Regions from separate parts of the Gossypium hirsutum genome. Here region 2 is linked to region 1. A link is a contact called in public Hi-C data. All regions are on one chromosome and are shown on one strand. Each heading gives the region's core, a stretch centred on a gene start, on an enhancer-like site or on the middle of the called end of the contact. The rest is flanking DNA. Distances are from core to core; before and after follow the strand shown.

Region 1 (2,860 bases), core at 317-2,816:
ATTAATGATGTTCATGGATTAAAGAAAATAAAATGTGTACTTATTTAACTATAAAAAAAATTCCTTCAAAAATTATTAAAAAAACAGTTTTTTAATATATAAAAAATAGGTGTTGTTTGATAATTTATTGAAAATGTTAAATCAACTAAAAAATAATATATTCACTAATTTAAATTTTTTAAGCATACTTGATATAAAAAACATATAAAATATTTTTAAAATGAAAAAGTGTGAAAAATAATAAGCTTACATGTAGAAAATTTTAATTTATTTGAAGCATTTAATATTATCCTTTAAACAATTTACCTCTAAAATTTACATTTATCAAAGAACCTAATTGTATTTCATATTTAATTTTAAATAATAATATACCAAATAGATTTTATAACTTAAGTTCGACACATAATTTTTCAAGATTCAAATTTTTAATACTTAATTTTTCAGTTTATCAAATAAGATATGAAATACAAAATCCGGAATTTAGTTAGTAAAAAAAATTGAAGGAACTAACAAATTTGGTAAGGACTTAAATGAGTGTTAAAAAAAAAAAGTAGCAAAACTTGAAACCAATAAATTTGATTTGAATGATCCAAAAACAAATTCTTTTGAAGAAAAAAGTTAATTTGAATAAATCCAAAAACAGTGAACTTTTTATCATAATCCTGTGGGCTAGGCTAGAACCAGAAGAGCGCATATATCTCCCTCTAATTGGATCCAAGTCAGAAGAAAATAATTAATATTTATGTAAAAATTAAAATACAACGTCAAAGTTTAAACTTATAAACTAATACTTCAAAGGAGTGTTATGCATTAGTTTTTTTTGGCTTAATATATAGATTGACCCCTAAACTTAGTAACTTTTCTCAAATTGGCCCTAAACTCTCTTTTTTATCACATTACTTCCTAAGGTTGGTATTTGTTATATAAATTTGTCCTTATTGTTAACATCATTAGTTTTTTTAAGGCTTAATATATAGATTGACCCCTAAATTTGGTAACTTTTCTCACATTAGCCCCTAAATTTTTTTGGATCATATTGACTCCTAAGATTGTCATCCACTAAACATATTGATCCCTACACTAACACAGTTTGTTTTTGAAGAATTTGCTGATGTGGACAAGTATGAGAGCGACACGTGAAGAAATAAAGAGACGACATGTAGATTCATTTTTAATCATTCCTAAAACATAAAAAAAAACTTTAAATTTTGAAAAAAATTCAAAAAAATTGAATATATAAAAAATAAAATTTCAACCCCATACTTATCCACATCAACAAATTCCTAAAAAAATACAGTGTTAATGTAGAGATCAGTCTTTATAACACATGCCAACCTTAAGAACCAATATGATAAAAGAAATTTAGGGATTAATGTGAGAAAATTGACAAATTTAGGAGCAAATCTATATATTAAGCAGTTTTTTTTTATGTATTTTCTTTCACGTAAGTTGTAAGTGTCTCATAATTTAATACGAGTATAAAATGAAAAAAAACAAAGAGTTAATTAATGTGTGGCTCACGGATGCACAGGGACAAAAAGCAGTAAAGCACTACACTGCACCCTATTTTTTCCCGATGACTGCGGTGAGGTGTTAACATGTGGAGAGGACTACATTACTTAATATGTTATCCAAAATTCGGATTTTTATCAACGGTGATTATACGACCGCTCCAAAAAGAATAAACGAATACCACGTTAATTTCCTTTGTCCTTTTATTATTATTATTATTTATATATAACTAATATACTGAATTTTTTGCGTTTTATTTTGGCAATCGAATAATGAAAATTTTTAATTTATCATTAAATTATTTAAATTTATAATTTTAGCCGTTAAATTTGAAACTGTTGGATAACATGACTGTTATAAACTATAATAATGATATTTAATTATGAGAATGTTTTTGTTTTAATCATTTAATTATAAAAATTTTTCGATTTAATCACTAAATTTCTTTGAAATTAGATTTTTTAGTCACCATGCCTTTAATAACAAATTTAGCCATTCAATATTTATATCTTCTATAAATTTAACCTTCAATATTTATAAAATTTTTAATTTCATCTTAATTATTGCTTTTTTTTCTTAACCTACTCTTTTAGGTTCTTAGGTGGTGTTATTCACTGCAATAAAATTCAAAGGTTTCTAGTTTTTTATGTCAAAAAAATCTTAAGTTGTTGGTAAAATTTTTTTAACACTTTAGATTAAACAATGTTTTTTCGACACTAGAAAATTCAAAGGTTTTTAGTTTCCGACGCCAAAAAGATAATAAGTCATCGGAAAGTTGTTTATTATTATTGTTGTTATTGTAAATTTTTATGTTAAAATAGTGGTTCTTTTGTGCCCAAAACACTCAAGTCTTATTAAAAAACTTTCTAGTGCCAAATACTAGTAAGAATGTTTAGAGTTAAAATTTATTGATTTTTTTAGAATTAGGACTAAATTGATAGAACATATAAATATTGAATGGTAAAATTTGTTATTAGGCGAATAAAAAATAGTCATGTCCAATGTTTGTTATAAATTTAATGGCATGGTACTAAAAAATTTAATTTTGGAAACATTAGTGACTAAATAATTTTTTTTATAGTTGGATGATGAAAACAAAAACACTCTCATAGTTGAGTGACCATTCATGTAGTTTATAACGGCCACATCATCTAGTTGTTTCAAACTTAGTGACATAGTGATTAATAGAAACAAATTCAAATAGTTTAGTGATCAAATTTAAAATTTTCATAGTTAGGTGACCAAAATAGAAATATGTAAAAATTCAGTGGCTAATTAAGTAGTTTACCCATGTAACACCCCTAACCCATATCCGTCACCGGAACAAGGTTACAAAGCATTACCAGGG
Region 2 (2,700 bases), core at 103-2,602, 49 kb before region 1:
CATGTTTCAAGACTAACTACCTAAAACTCACTCACAAAAATGTAACAACTATCTAAAACAACATGAATTCAACTAAATAAACTACAGTTAATAACAAAACACAAAAAAATCAGCCGCAGAGTTCAAGAAATCAGCCCAACTTGGCTGCTTTTAACTTTCCAGTCCTCATTGTGGACAAATAACAAGGGATCAGTTCTGTGCCTGAGCATATAGCTTTCTGCTCCACCATACAAGCGGCCATTACCAAAGAAAACCGAAGCCCAAGAAGAAGCTCTGATTCTGAGCATTCTAACATTTACAGTCAAGCAACACTAGAATGGCTTTCCCTCGAATTCCTAATAAAAGAAAAGAAGACATAAGAATTTTCAGATCCACTGAAACATAAATCATCCGAAAAATAATTTTACTAACATTCAGCACAAAAAGTAATTAAGACTGTCAACAAAAAGAAATTTAAAACTGAAATCCGATAACCGTAAAATCAAACTCCAATCGAATCTTAAAGAAAAACCCAAATCTCAAAACCGTAGAAATTTCATTAAAACTCAAACAAAATTTTACTTAAAATTAGAGAAAGACAGTAAAATCAACTGACCAAGCTGAAATTTTTAACCTCCAAACCCCCAAAAAATTGCAACTTTATTAGAAGAAAAACGAACGTTTAACCAAATACATTAAAAAAGCAACTAAACTCGATCCAGCCACTAACAGCAGAAATCAATGATCCAGACTTAAACCCCAAAAAAAACTAGCAAAAGGGTCAAAGCTGAAGAGACTTTGAGAAGACTTACCAGCGTTGAAAAATTCTCACAGTTACTGTCAAAAGATAAACAAAGAAGAAGGGGAAAGAAAATAAAAAAAGTAAAGAAAGTTTCCCAAATCTCCAAAGCTTTGATTTCAATCAAAACATACCCAAAACAAAAAATACCAAAATGTCTTTTGAACTCTCTTTCTCTTCAATTCTTCTACTCCTTTTTTTTTCTTCTTTTTTGCTTCAATAATCTGAAGCAATTAATATGTCTACACTTCACCAAAAAAAAAAAAACCTTCTTTTTGCTCTCCTCTTAAATCAATTCTTCTGCTTTTCCTTTTTTCTTGTCTCAGTACGTGCCCTGTTCTTCTTCGCTGTATCTAGTGAGAGAAAGAGAGTGTTTGTATTGTCCTTTGCGGACGTCAAAATTTCATTCCATTAGATTGAATTTTTCTTTTATTTTCCCCCCTTCACTCCCTTCTTTTGTTTCCATGGAATGATGATGATGATGATGGCATCACATCCATCCATCCATCCATCCATCATGAATTATGGATGATGGGATGTATTAAAGTGACGCACTTGTTTCGTTGCATGTGTATGCTTACACTAATGCCACATGATTGTTTCAATTTTCTTTTCAAATTTGATTATTTTAAAACTAAATTACCATAAGCTTAGTATGGGGTTAAAAGTAAAATTTTGTTGCCATAAGAATTAATATAATTTACTTAAATTTAATTTAATCCAATTCAATTAAAAGAGACTATGATAAATTAATTGAAATTTAATTTTTCAATGAATTATTCAAAATTAGAAATTGAATAATTCGATTATCATTAGCGTATCGCTTCCATCTTGGTATTCATCAGTAGCTGCCTATATTTGTAGCAGTTCATATTTATTTTTTTAAAATAAAATTATGTTATTAATTTAATTTATAATTTATAATTTATATGTTTTACTAAAAATTTAAAAATAAATTATAAACATCTATATTATATTTAAGTTTTTGGCTAAGTGTATATCACAAGTCAACCGTATATTAATTCAATTGGAAAACAATTAAAAACTCAATTTCTTTATAAAGTAACAAATATTGATATATCTAAAAAGAATTCATTCTTGATGACCTATCTTAATTTTACTTTTAAATCAAAATCATATTTAATTATTTTTTTAGGAGAAAGGATTGTATGAATCTGTGATTTCATGTCATCTCTATCCCTTTCCAATAGGAAAATGACGAATTCGATTTTTCCTCTTGAATTTAACATTTTTAGTTGAATTTAAATTTTTTCAGGAGAAAAAATCTAATTTGTCATTCTCCTATTAGAAAGGGATAGTGATGACGTGGAATCACAATTTCATATAATCCCTTCTCTTTTTTTTTTAGTTACTGAGAAAAATATAATGTCGGTAATGACAATATATTTCAAAGAAAAATAAAAATAGAAAAATAAAGAACACACAAATTTTACGTGGAAACCCTTTCGGGAAAAAACCACGGGCAGAGGAGAAGAAAATTCACTATGTCGAAAACTTAATTACAAGAGGAGTAGACTATGCCTATTTATAGGCTTGTAAACCTTATTCTAATAGGAGTGAAACTCCTTATTCAAATAATATCAAATAGATGGAGTTTAATAAGGTTTAGAAACCTTATTCTAAAATAAAATAAAAGGGATCACTTTTATTTTATTTTACCACAGTATTTTATTTAAATAAGGATTTGGGTCACTTAATTCTAACAGTTACAAAAGGAAGTTGAATTATAACGCTCAACTGATAATAATAGACTGATTACTCAGCATTTATCCCTCAACATTACACATTGCACCATCAAAGGTGATTATGAGAAAAAATAAAACCACGTTTAGCAACTCCTTACTATCTTGTTCTATCATGAATAGTCATATTCGTTGTTCGTGATACATACCGAATCTCCA

Evidence for each region. A called contact is a pair of places that touch in the nucleus more often than the background predicts.
Region 2: a contact with region 1 is called in a Hi-C map of leaf, with 3 times the contacts expected there. The contact joins the promoter of LOC107910419 here to the enhancer-like site in region 1. A contact is called at or near these places in 22 of 34 Hi-C or Micro-C datasets (anther, callus, cotyledon and 6 more).

The regions. Positions count from the first base shown.
Region 1 is chrD02:11,258,522-11,261,381 of Gossypium_hirsutum_v2.1, reverse strand. No RefSeq gene overlaps it. Among protein-coding and RNA genes, the nearest start is that of LOC107910419, 49 kb to the left of the region's middle. Within about 2 kb of position 1,566, at least 2 of the 9 cell types and tissues checked have an H3K27ac peak or open chromatin away from gene starts, as enhancers often do. A contact at or near this core is called in hypocotyl and leaf, where this site is marked.
Region 2 is chrD02:11,307,580-11,310,279 of Gossypium_hirsutum_v2.1, reverse strand. It overlaps LOC107910419 (transcriptional corepressor SEUSS), which reads right to left and starts at 1,352. Exons shown (of 10, transcript XM_016838252.2): 1 at 913-1,352; 2 at 1-335. The coding sequence starts at 3.